2 separate regions of the Mus musculus genome follow, and region 2 is linked to region 1. The links are chromatin contacts, called in public HiChIP or PLAC-seq maps. All regions are on one chromosome and are shown on one strand. The core of a region is the stretch at or near the end of the contact, and the rest is flanking DNA. Distances in the headings are between cores, read along the strand shown. Region 1 overlaps Myo10 (myosin X). Region 2 overlaps Myo10 (myosin X).

Region 1 (6,417 bases), core at 453-2,952:
CATCTGGAAGATGTGTGTGCCTTTCTGTGCTTGGTGTACTATAGTGAGCCAGAAGCAGCCACACCTCTGGCCACAAGTACTAAAAACAGTACTTTCAGGAGGCCTTCTGAGCATACAGAGAATCCAGTGTCATGCCTGTTGTAACACAGGGCAAACTATTCAACAGCTGGATAGATGGATGAGCTGTCTTGTGCTGGTCTTTCTTGATCCCATTGGTTAGTAGCAGACCTGCCGGGAGATGTCAAAGCAGCGTTCCGTTCTCAGTTGTACAAGTCCGTTCATCTTTTGCTGGGTCCTTCCTGTCTGTTTTGTCCTAACTGCCTCTCCTCTCTCCAGCCCCCTTTACGTAAGTTTTGTTTGATGTAAAGCAACTTCATAGAACTTACTTGGTAAAAATGTATTAGTTCAGTAGGCTTTTTAAAAAATATATGTTCCAGAGTTGTACAGCAGAAGCAATTTTATAACATTTTTAAGGATTTAAAAAAATATGTCTCCATGTTGGGCTATATGAACATGTGCATGCAAATTCCCAAGGAGGCCAGAAGAAGGGGGTCAAAGCCCCTGAAACCAGGGTTACAGATGGTCTAGAGCTGCCCAACATGGATGCTGATAACTGAATTTGGGTCTGTTGCTAGAGCAGTATATTCTCTTAACCACTAAGCCAGCTCTCCCAGCCCCAACTTTCCATTTTAACTAATCATGCCTCTTTTTTTCTTCCTTCCTTCCTTCCTTCCTTCCTTCCTTCCTTCCTTCCTCCCTCCCTCCCTCCCTCCCTCCCTCCCTCTCTCTCTCTCTCTCTCTCTCTCTCTCTCTCTCTCTTTCTCCTTCTGTCCCTCCCTCCCTGTCTTCATTTGTTTGGGACATTTCAGGTAGTCATGTAATATGTGGCTGCTCAGTGTATCCATGGACACATCATTCCTCTTGCCGGCTAAGTGACATTAGGTTGGGTCCCGTCTAAGATTTCTCGGCTTTCTGGCTGAGAGTGTTGCTGTGAATACTTGTTTTGTGTGGATGTATGTTTTCGATTCCCTTGGGTATTTGTTCCTAGAAGCGGAATTGCCAGTTCACGTGGCAACTCCACTTGACTGAGAACCACCAAACTGCTTCTCAAAGCACCTGTACCACGGCGCATGTCCGCATGCCTGTGCATCACGCCTGTGCATCACCTCACACTGCTTTCAGAGATGTTTACACGACCATCACGAGGTCAGGGAAACAGAGAATTTTGTTTCCTTTGATTTGGCTCTGGAGGCAAAGTCTTGCAACAGCCCAGATTTGGCTCCGGCTCAGAGCCTTCCTGTTTTGGCTTCCCGAGTACCGGTAATGCAGGCCGTGTACCACCAAGTGTGCTGAGCCTTCGTTTCTGATTTTGAGGGGATTTTGCCCTGAGTGTGGTGCAGTTTTTCTTTCTCCCCTAACCTGTGGCTGGGCCTTTGTTGTTTGGGGCATTTTATTGTCACAGCCTTTCCTTGGCTCCATCCAGAGGAAGTCTCTTGTGTGGGTGTGGTCGCTGAGCACTGCTGGTGTTCTTTGTTTTTGCCTCTGAGAAGAGATGAAGGCAGCGCAGGTGAGGACAGACCGCAGCCTATACAGACCCTGCACGGGAAGCAGGAGGCAGCGGGTGCTCAAGGCAGGCTGGGTGTGCAGCAAGCAGAGCAGGGAGGAGCCCCTCCCTGGGCCTGTGGACGGGTAGGTTCAACAAATTCAGTCATGATCAGCTTATTGATCACGGCTTATTGATCGTGATCCTTCAGCTCTGTGGGAAGCATCGCCCGGAATTCCTCTAGGTTTTCTGAGCAGATATTCTCAGACTGGACCATATTTCCAGTAGAGAATGCTAGGGGGTTACATCCTTTGTTTCTAGAGACCTTCACCGCCATCACCTGCCTCTGCCTTTCCTCTGCTAGGGGCAAAGGCATGTACTGCTCCTTTGAACAGTCGGTTTTCAACCCTCTTGCTCTGCTCCTGCTGCAAATACCAGGAAAACCGTCTCACCTCCTGCTATGAACTCTTGTTGTCTTGTATCCTGGGGCTCTCATGTAGACCTCAAACTCAGAGCTCCACTTGCCTCTGCCTCCTGAGTTAAACACACACACAAGCATGCCCTGTTCACCTTCTCTTAGGTTATTAACAACGCTGCTGTTTTTAGGAGAACTTCACTTTAATGGCCTTTATCCTAACATCACCCCAGCCCCCTACTGCCTTCTCTTCCCCTTTTCAGGGGTCCAGATCTCTCCATAGATGCCATGGGGAAGAGCCAGTCCATGGGGACATTGTGGGAAGAGAATTCTCTCAAGTACCACGTTCCAATGCTTTGTTTCTGGCCTTGGTGCCTTTTAGTTTTTGTGCCTTAAGTTTGAGCCAAGTGAACCTTCGGCCCCTCTCTGTACATATTTTAACAAAGAAAACAGCCAAAAATGACTTTTGGGTTTTGTCTGGAATCTGGAATCAATCAGACACTATTTTTTCCCTCTCTGGATTATTGCACGCCTTGCGTGTAGTCTCTTCCTCGGCACTTAGAGACATGTTCACTTGACAAAGGCGGCCTAGGAAGAAACATAGTGCTTAAGCACAATCAGAATCGATTTTGACTGTCTTAAAACCCGGGGCTCCGTGTTTACTGAGGAAAGGCCACATCGTGGTCTTCTAAACTCCTGTGTCAGTCAGGGCTCATGGAGGCCAAAAGAGGGCACCAGATCACCGGGAGCTGGAGAGACATGGGCTGGAGTTCCCGGGTGAACCACCTGGATGAAGACGACAAGAACTGAGCCTGGGCCTCCAGCAAGTGCAGCCCGTGCTTAACCTGTGAGCCACATCTCCATGCTCCTCTGTCTCTGCCCTCGTATTCAGCTTAAGGCAATTGCAAGGCAAGAAATCCACAGCCAAGCCTTCAGAGTCAGGTTAGACAACAACTGCTGGTCCTCAAGGCATGATCACAGGGCCAGCCGTGGGCAGGCGGTGTGCTTCCCTTTAGCAGGTAGTCGCTAAGTAACCAGTGCGGTGTTGGATGAAGCAATGAGGAGCCAGGGTGTTCCACACTCATTTCAGTCAAGGATGGGTCTGGCACCAGGGCCATCAAGGAAGCTGCTATGGTTATCCACGCTCCAGCTCTGACCACCACAAATTCATCCTGCCCCATTTCCCACTCACTCTGTCTTAGGAAGCCCTGGATTGCCACCCGCTGTTCCATGACCTGAAAGCTTTGTTATCCCCATTACTAGAAAGAGATAAGAAGGGTGAGAAATGACATTTTGGGTGGTGAGTGTCAAAGAGGCTTTTGTCTGGGTGTTGGCCCTGGCAGGCAAGGATGGAAGGTGAATAGGGGAGCCCAGTGCCACTTTCAAAGGGACTGCTACTCAGCTGTAGGTGGACATGGCCTGGCAGAAACACGGGGAACGGGAACCTTAGGAAGATGCTGAAGAGAAACCATATTAAGGAATTGAGGCTTAACTTGGAAGTCACTGATGCGGTCTGCAATGGAATCTCAGTTAGGATGGCAACAGACCATACAACTGATAACAGTCCCTTGATCTTCTCAGACCTCTGAGTTGCTTCCTGGGGTACCTAGGAGTGCTGGCTCCTCTATGACAATACCCTTCTCACACTAGAGTCCAGGCTTCTAATGACCCTGTGTCAGAGATGAGAGTGTGGATGGAAGTCTCCACTGGCCCACTCCTGTGGGGTTCAGGGCCACCAAGTCCATCTGTCTCACATTGAGCAATCCCTGCTTTACAAGGAGGAAAGATTACAGTCGCTCCTGTGATGGGCATTGCCAGCTGCATCTGAAAAGACAGATTATTGGTTAGAAATAGTTATTCTAAGAGGTTTTTAAAATGTCACTAAAGGGCTGGTGAGATGGCTCAGTGGGTTAGAGCACCCGACTGCTCTTCCGAAGATCCAGAGTTCAAATCCCAGCAACCACATGGTGGCTCACAACCATCCGTAACGAGATCTGACTCCCTCTTCTGGAGTGTCTGAAGACAGCTACAATGTACTTACATATAATAAATAAATAAATCTTTTTAAAAAATGTCACTAAACCCACAGCATGAAGCTTTATGTTCATATGTATGTATATGTTTTACGGAGGTGCACATATGTGGGGGGTGGCAGATGGGTTCTGGTAGGGTCAGTTCTGCTGTCCCCGGGCTTGGAAAGTAAACATGGTGGACTACCAAGGCTGGGGGGATCTTAGGTCATCAGGTTTCTGGCTTTGGGAGCAGTGCAGGCGACACATCACTCAAGGACTAAGGAAGCACACATGCCTGGCCATGCCTTTTGAGACCTGGGTACATGGGTGTGTGCCACCACAGCCAAATATAACTTCTTTATCATTAAGTTCTTTGTTTTCATCCACACTCATTTGTAAGCAATTACAGAGGAAGCTCCCAGGAACCATTTGGCTAGCCTCCTTCCCCAATGAGAGCTGACCCATAGAACTGAGCACAGCAAGACACTGAGACCTGGAGGTGGACCAGGTCATCTCCTGGGGAAGGCACCCATCCCACAACCCCTCAACTGCCCTTTACTGCCAACTTCCGGCCCTCCTGCTGGTCCCTCCCTAAGCTCTTGAAGCCACAGCCCGCTCTTCTTGATGTGCAATGCTGTCAAGTAGAATCCCACAGCCTGGAATATTCCCTGACTGCCTTGTTTTTGGCTTCAGCTATCAGGAATAAAGCTGATGTGAGTGAGTGTGTGTGTGTGTGTGTGTGTGTGTGTGTGTGTGTGTGTCCATGTGTGTTTTGTTCAAACAGAAGTTTCCATTTATCTAGAATCTGGCGCCCAAGTTGCTGGTGAGTATGCGTGCTTTTAAAATGTAAACCGAGTGTTGTGGTATGTGGGTGTGGACTACAATCTCCCGGTGGTTTATCTTAGTTCTGTGATGAGGAAGCCATCCTACAGAGGTTGTTTCCCTCACACTCAGTTCTTCAGTGAGGAGGCAGGGCCTAAGGAGGCTGCACACGCAAATCCCTGTTCTTGATAGTCAGAGACCACATGGCGGTGGAAGTAACAAGAAGGCTTCTGATGAGACGTGACTGAGTTTTCTTTGCCCTGTAGATTCTCCTTAGCAATGACCAGCATTTTCCTTCCTTAGGAAAGTAACAGAGTTCAGAGAAATGGGAGTCCACAGGCAGGCGCAGGAGCGTGGTCTGTGAGAGGAATAATTGCAAGCTCTGTAGCACAGGAGGGAAATTATTATCAATTGTAGATTTCAGAGTCGTGAGTAGAAAGGATTTGGGGTATTAGCAGCACAAAGAGACAGTAAGAGTTTGCGGTGGTAGATTTAGTTAGTGTCTATCCTGACCTGGCTGGTGTGTGTGCTAAATGCATACCAATGTCTTAATGGTGCACCTCGAGAAGATGTAGCCATGATCTCCCACATAAGTAATTAAAAAGAAACACGTACATGCATCCCTCATTTTAAAAAGCTCTCTGACCTCAGGCCTAAATTCAGTTTTGAGGTCTGGCTTTTCACTAAAATTAAGCATTCTGAGATTTGGGAGGGGGCCTCTCTTCATTCTAACTATTGTGCCAGTTACTGTATAAGCTCAGCCCTTTCTTTACGAGGGGACAGTCCTGTGTGGAGCACGGAGGCAGGGCACAGGGACCTGTCATAGCCCTGTTCTCTGTCCCCATGCCAGACCTTTGTCTTGTGTCTGCTGCCCAATTGTCCACCATCTGCCTCCCATGGCTCCTTCTCGTACAGGGAAAGGCCCTGGTACGGCTGCTCATGGGTTTTGATTGCTTGCCCATTTTCCTGTCTATCAGTGGCTCGTCAGTGCCGGGATGGCACCACCCACAGTGGTGCCCCCACAGACTTGCCTTTAGTCTAATTTATAGAGACATTTTCTCAATTAAGATTCCCTCTTTCCAGATTTTTTTTAGATTTGTGCCAGGTTGACAAAAACCAATCAGCATGATGATGGTAGTGGTGGTGATGAGGGTGGTGCTAATGATGATGATGGTGGTGGTGCTAATGATGATGATGGTGGTGGTGCTAATGATGATGATGGTGGTGGTGCTAATGATGATGGTGGTGGTGCTGGTGCTGTTGGTTCATTGCTTGCAATGGGAGGAATCTGTTAATATCACTCTGTACTATAAAGAATTCCACATAAGCATGGAGGGCCAAGTTCCATGCAATATCTACACTATTTTGAGGTTAAAAATAACTTGATTAAAGTGACAAGTCTTTGTGCTCGATGGTAGTGACACATACCTTTAATCCCAGCACCCAGAATTAGAAGCAAGTGGATCCCTGAGTTCCAGGCCAGTCTGGTCTATAGAGTGTGTTCCGGGATAGCCAGGGCTACACAGAGAGACCCCATCTCAGAACCTTTGACATTGCCTGTGGCTTTCTCAGGTGTCTGCGTGGGCGTCTGGCCATGGGGATGTTGGGACGCTTCTCCATCAGGT
Region 2 (6,888 bases), core at 1,521-4,020, 70 kb after region 1:
CCTGAGGATTAATGTGAACGTGTCTGTAAAGCCCCTTGTCCCTGCCACTGACGCCCTACCATTACTCCCTGCATCCCTGTGGCACAAAGTGATTCGTGTGTGTTGCTAGGGGACTCTGATGCTGTGTGGAGCAGTTCGGGCTTCTTTTCCAAACTCTTCAGTATCTCCGCAGGGAGAATTTGTGAGGGATTCCTTCTGAAAAAGAGACTTGGAAGGGCCAGTTCAGGGTGCTGCGGGAGTTTTCTCTAAACGCTAGCCCGGGCATCCTGGGTGTGAAGTAAAGAAGGCTTCCTGACAGGGAGGAAGTCACAGGTATTCCAGGGTGAGGAGAGCAGAAGAGGGAGGGGTTCGTCTGCATGCAAGTCTGGCTGCTGTGTCTTGGGTTCAGGAAAATTCACACCACCACCATCACCATTACATAAACCTCCCTAATCCCTCCTCTCACTATGATTGCTGCTCATCTGTTCTTTGTGAGTGTGTCTGACCTTGTGTGAGGGGTATACAGGATATTAGAATGAGGACCGAGGACCTAGGGCCTTCCTCCAGTATGCCAGGCTAAATACTTTGCCACTCAACTACATCCCCAGCCTCTTTTTGTTTGAATATTTTGCTTAGTCTGAAAACTTTTGTCAAGCTCTTTCGTGCTCCACCGATTGGCAGAAGAATTGTCCATAGACGCTGGCAGACTGGTGCCTCATCTGTCGGGCACTTCGCTGAAGCTGGCATCTGGGAGTGGGAGGGGACTTAAGCAGATCTTAAGCAGTTGGGATTACATCACTCAGAAGCCTAGACTGCCATGCCAGCCCAAGAGCTCTAGTTGTCCCCAGATCCTTCACTAGTGAGAACCTAGTGTGCTTGGGGTCCTGATGAATGTCCCACCAAGGGTGGGAATGACCTGACTTCTTGTTCCCTACCAATTTGTAACTGCTCAGTGTTATCCTATCTGATGTTTATACTTAATAGACGTTAGCAGATACACCGAACAGATATTGTAGGCTGGGTAATTTCCTGCTATGACTTGCAAGCAGCCAATGTAATACATAACTAAGGAGGAAGGAAGACTCCTAGGACACAGTGCTCACCCATGCCCTGTCCCACCAGGACTGCCTTCCCGCTAGACAGTAGAATTTCTCATGGGTTTACCAGTACATTTCCGCCTGAGCCAGCAGTCATCAAATAAGATTCTCCATTCGAAGCTGGGCAGTCGTGGCGCATACCTTTAATCCCAGCACTTGAGAGACAGAGGCAGGCGGATTTCTGAGTTCGAGGCCAGCCTGGTCTACAGAGTGAGTTCCAGGACAGCCAGGGCTACCCAGAGAAACCCTGTCTCGAAAAACAAAAAGCAAACCAAACCAAAACAAAACAAAAATCTCCATTCCATTATTTTTCTCCTGGTATTTTGTATGTGTTCATGAATATTTATAAATCAACTATGTTTGTTACTGAGTTTTTCTCAGCTGTATTTTTATGCAAATGAGGTTGCTTCATCTCAGGTTGTTGTCCCTGAAATGGGAAGGGGCAGCCACTCAAACCTGGCCTAGCTCCTCTGTGACTGTGTGTTTAGCACTGAGGACAGGTTTAGTCTCCCAAATGGCCGCTCTGCTTGGTGGCTGGGTGTTTGGCTTGACTTCTTCTAAGTTGCTGTTTTCATCTTTCTTTAGCTAATTTATTAGACTTCTTAGCTCCAATTTGTGGGGGGGGGGGGGTGCGCGCGGCGCGCGCGCATGCGTTTATGTATGTGTCTGTCTGTCTATATCTGAAACCCTTTGTTTTCCTCTGTATATTAACTATATTATGCTTCTTAGAAGCATAATCTTCCAGAAGCTTGGAAATACCCTTGACGTTTAAACACCTAAGAAGCAAGGGCTTGTGAACGTGGATCCTCCTGGTTATCACCTACTCGGTGATGCAGATGGCTGCCGCAGTGTGTCCTGTCTGCTATGGATTCATAAGCGTTCCAGATCTCAGTTGACAATATTTCAGGTCTGGACATTGAAGAGTGTTTGCCTGCTCGTTCCCACATACCCTGTTTCAGTCCTGCCTTTTTCTAGCTATGAATCCTGTTCACATTGCTCGGCCCATAACCTTGGAGCGTGACTCAGTGAGATCCGCGGCTATTCAGCATTCTAATGAGCAGTGTGGGCGTCCTTGCCAGCAAAGAGAGACAGCTGCCCTCCTAATTTGTATGTCTCAGCATGATTTGTCAGAGTGAGTCTGAATAGAGGGGCTTGTGACCTGTTCAGTATGGTGGCTGGAGAAATGGTAGTGATAATGAATGCATTGAGGTCGGGTTTAGTTTCATGGGATGAAAAGGCTGCCTTGGGTCCCTTAGATCACGCCCAAGGCTGCTCTCTGAGGGTTTCCAGATGGGATTTCTACAGAGGGCTGAGCCTTCTGTCAGCCTCTGCGGGGCTGTGGTCTGACTTAGAATAAATTATCATTTCCATCCTCTTTCTGTGGGTCTTTTTGTTGTTTGGGGCTTTTTAATGATAAGGTCTCTGTCTTGGAATTTTCTACCTAGTCCAGGCAGACCTTGAACTTGCATCAATCAGGTCTTCCTGCTTTGCCTTCTAGCGCTGGAATTCAGATGCTCCGCCACACCTGGCCTCCACTTACGTATTTCTGAGACTTGTGTAACACTATCTTGTGGATTCTTTTTGGTGCTTGCGATGATGAAACTTGAGAAATGGCTCTGCTTGAGACAGCCTCTGAACAGCTGGAGAGTCAGGTGGTCTGGCTTCCCACCAGGGTGGCTTTCAGGACCGGGCCTGCCTCTTCTGCTTCTGTAAGCAAAAGTAACTAATCTGTTAACTGGTGTGATTCCAGCCTCCCTGCCAGGCAGAGCCCCTCCTCCACCATTGAATAGTCCCTGAATGAGATCTCCCCGGGTTGGCGAGGATGCTATCTGCATGCTCTCCACCAAGCTGCTCCCAAGCCCACTCCTTAACGGATAGCCAGATTCTATCCTTTATAGATCCCATTAGCCATTTTAGTTTTCTGAACTCCGGCCTGCTGTCTCATCCCTGAAGAGTGGATGAGCTGGCTTCATTTGGTCACAGACATTACACGCCTTTCCTTCTCTTCAGGACACCCCTTGAGAATGTCTCTGATTGCAGCGTAGCTTGCAGAAGAGAAATTGATCTCTGTCTGAAATCCTACGTGTCTCTGGAATACTCAGCTAGGGGCATCAACCTCCTGGGTCAGGGAGGAAACGATGAGCCCCCGACTGTGAACTCGCAGCCTCTAAAGTTGGTGGGTTCACAGCCTCATCATACACTCTGATCTGATCTGCTCCCCATTGCAGCAGCCTCCCTGACACCCCCACACCTCACCACACCCAAGCTTCCGCAGCCCATGAGCTCACCTTGTAACTTGGCAAGGTTTGAGAGCATCTATTCCTGAACCCACACATGCCACCTGTATCTATCAGAGCAGTGTCTCGGCCTCCCTCCTCCAACCCTGACTACAGTCTGAGCACTGTTTTCTCATGACTCCCAGCCCAGGGAACTTGGGCATTTGGCCACGGCTGGGGAGGTCACCCCGGTGATTCTCACTGAGGCAGGGAACTCCGGTCCTTTCTTTTGTCTAACTCTCAGCTCCTACCATTGAACCTGACAGCCTAGATTAGCATCATGTGCCGCTAGTGTGTGCTGCCAAGCTGACCACTGCTCACACCGGCTTGCCTTGAGCATAATCTTGACAGTTAGATCTCTTGTCTGCCGCCAGCCAGTGGTACCCAGTACCCCTGACTCCTGAATAAACTCCAAATCTTCAGAACAACAACTGCCAAGGCTTGATGTGCTCAGAAATTCTGCTTCATGGCGAGGTTTGTTTGGAGCGTCCACAGTGTGTGTCTGGCAATGGTGATGGCTTTGCATGTTGGTGTGGCAAGATCTAGCCTCAGAATAGCTGTGCTGCTGAATGCAGTTGATGCTCCTTAGCAAGACTGGCTAAGGGTCCCCTGCCCCCATCCTCCTGAGAGCACTGTTGGGAAGTGCACAGTGGGAAGACTGAGGGACGTCCATTCCATTCCGTCTCCTATTTAATCTGGAGAACTTTGTAAAGAGTGCCCTGACTGACCCCAGAACCCTGCATCTTCAAGGAAAGATTTAAGTCAACGCTCTTTTCTGCCCATCACCCTGCAGTGAGACACAGAAGGGAAAGGCATCTGGTGCTGGGGTCCAACCTACGGAGGATAACTGTGTGCACGCCATGACAGAGAAGTTACCATTCTGGCATTGCCCAGCCCATGCTGGTAACAGCAGTACCTTCTAGTACTTTTACCATATACCTAGTTACATGTAAAGGGCGAAGTTTTGTTTATTGTTGTTATTGTTACCATTATTTGTAAGTTATATTGTTTGTGTGTGTGTGCGCGCGTGCGAGTGTGTGTGTGTGTTGCACAAGTCGAAGGACAACCTGGAGGAGTCTCTTCTCTCATTTCATCATGTGAGTCCTGGGGACAGAACCCAGGTTGTCAGGCTTAGCAGCAAGTCCCTCTACCTGCTGAACTGTCTTACCAGCCCTCCAAGGGCAGGTTTTAACTTCCTTTTGCTCGCTGACTATGGGCCAGCACATTTGGAAACTGCAACGGACAATGCCATGTGTCGGCCATTGTGAAAGTTCCTAATGCTTGCCGTCCGTCTGGCAAGGGTCCTGTTAGGGACCACTGCCCACCACTGGCCCTGTTGAGGTTTTCCTTTGAGGAAGAGCACAGGACTTAGAACAGCCTGATCATGAAGCCTCAGGCAGGTGAGACACTCTCCACATTCAGTTTGTGATGGAGTGGTAATAGTGGTATCGACTGGCCTGAATAGGACTCCTGGGGATTTCTTCCAGGCCATTAGAATCCCTGGCCTGTGGTAAGGTGCTTTTTCCCTTTAATTCAGGAAGGAAATGGTAGCTTTCCTTTGAGCATCCATGCTTAATGTCACACACACACACACCCATCCAGCAAGCCAGGACCCGGTCCTTTGGGAGCATACAGTTGTCCTTCTGCAGTCTCAGGAGCCACACACTGGTTTGAACCCTGGTGGCTTCCTCTGGAGAGAGGAGGGAGGGAGTCCACCCTGCGGTATGGAGAGCAGGAAGCTGTCCCTGGGCAGTGGTAAGCAGGCAGCCCTGCAGCAGGGAAGGAAGTCTGCAGCAGATCCAGGGTCTGAGAGAAGAAGGAAGCTGGAAGAGTGTGGCTGGAGGAAGAGCTATGGCGGAGGCTGGCTTGCCTTCCCATGCCTGGGGAAACATTTGACCATATATTCACTGGGCCTGACTAGGCCCGTATGGGGTTTGGAAACAAGTACGTGACAGGGTACAATAGCTGCTAAGGTCTGAATGTGTGACCGTCCCAAGGGTACAGTGAGAGAGGAAGGCTTGCTCCAAACACTGGAGGGCCGGTAGGCGGGGTCTCTCCGAGCGCTTGGGGGGGGTAGGCACTCCATCTTGGCCTGTAAGGCCTTGCTTCAGCACACATTCTGCATGATTCTCACCACAGCTGCCCAAAGAGGACCAAAGAGGCTGCGTGCCAATGACTATTTTTAAAAAGTTAACGAGTCAACAACACGAGGATCTCTTGTTGTGTATTGGAAATTAAATGCAGACTTGATGGGGAAGACTTCATGTTTGAGGATCTCGGTCTTGAAAGATCTTTCCCGTGGTGAATTTGAGGCTGGAAATTTCCTCATATCTGATGTTCCACCTCCTTAGCCTAACCTGCCCCTCTGTCTTTGCTGGTTTGTGTTTCCCCCTCCAGCCTTTCTCCTCCTACTCTTCAGACAATCAGATCAGTTGCTGAGGGCTGTGTGTGTGAGCGCTTTTCTACGTAAGCAAAGCCTTGGGCTCAGCTAGTCCAGGAGCTGACTTGGAGAGATTTTTCTCTGGCCCCAAACACGAGCCGAGTGATCTTTAAGCTTGCTGTTCTTTTACTACTGAGAGCTTTTGTGGAGTGTGGGGTCTTTTGCTTCTGATTCTGGGCCCTGACCCTGAACCCCACCCCAGACCCAGCCTTGGCTTTGTTCTTTAACTCTGGAATTGGCACTGTGTGTGGTTCGTGTGGTATGGATATTCATGTGTGGTGGGTATGATGGTGTGTGTGCGCGTGCGTGCGCGTGCAGATATGTAAACAGGCCACTGGAAGACATTGGGCAGCCTTTCTATCTTCTCTGCTGTATCCTCTTGAGAGAGACACTAGCTGAACCTGGAACCAAACAGGCGGCAAGCAGGCTCGGTGAGCCTCCCAGTGCCCTGCCCCTCAGAGCTGGGGTTACATTGCACTCAACTATATACCAACTTTTCGTGTAGGTGCCGGGATTTGAACTGAAGTCCTCATGCCTCGCATGGCTGTTCTTTGGCGGCTCCCTCTCTAACTGCCTTACCCGTGGGTTTCTTTCTTCTCCCTTTCCTTTATGTGCATTGGTGTTTTGTTTGCATGTGTGTCTGTGAGAAGGTGCCGGATCCTCTGGAACTAGAGTTACAGATAGTCGTGAGCTCCCGTGTGGGCGTCGGGAATTGAACCTGGGTCCTATAGGAGGAGCAGCCAGTGCTCTTAACCACAAAGCAATCTCCCCAGTCCCCAGACTGGATTTCTATTTGGGCTATTCCCAAAATAGCTCTTATGCTGAAGTTCATTCAGGAATACTGGTGATAAATTAGTTCGCTGACAGTGAAGTGAGCCGATTCGAGCCAGATTAGATTATATTAAATACACATAGGTTTTATTGGGAAGCTGCTCTTGGGTAAATTTACTCGCCCTAAGGAAGGAGGCTAGGGAAGTTACCATGGTGGGGGGGCAGGGGGAGAAGGGATTTGGGGGATGAGAAAGAGAAAGAACATGAGCAGAGAGAGAAGTGGGGTGGGGGTACAAAATGTCTGCTTTATATAAGGAAGGACAGC

The links. HiChIP or PLAC-seq counts read pairs in DNA pulled down with a chosen protein or histone mark.
Region 2: a contact with region 1 is called in an H3K27ac HiChIP or PLAC-seq map of embryonic stem cells, with 6 read pairs. The contact joins two enhancer-like sites. A contact is called at or near these places in 3 of 115 datasets of contacts at active chromatin or transcription factors (all in embryonic stem cells) and 3 of 9 other capture datasets (adipose tissue, liver and pancreatic islet).

The regions. Positions count from the first base shown.
Region 1 is chr15:25,691,204-25,697,620 of GRCm38.p6, forward strand. All of the region lies in intron 2 of Myo10 (myosin X), which reads left to right. Among named protein-coding and RNA genes, the nearest start is that of Myo10, 72 kb to the left of the region's middle. Within about 2 kb of position 1,703, at least 39 of the 459 cell types and tissues checked have an H3K27ac peak or open chromatin away from gene starts, as enhancers often do. A contact at or near this core is called in embryonic stem cells, where this site is marked.
Region 2 is chr15:25,759,746-25,766,633 of GRCm38.p6, forward strand. The region is part of intron 19 of Myo10 (myosin X); the gene reads left to right. Among named protein-coding and RNA genes, the nearest start is that of Retreg1, 80 kb to the right of the region's middle. Within about 2 kb of position 2,771, at least 123 of the 459 cell types and tissues checked have an H3K27ac peak or open chromatin away from gene starts, as enhancers often do. A contact at or near this core is called in embryonic stem cells, where this site is marked.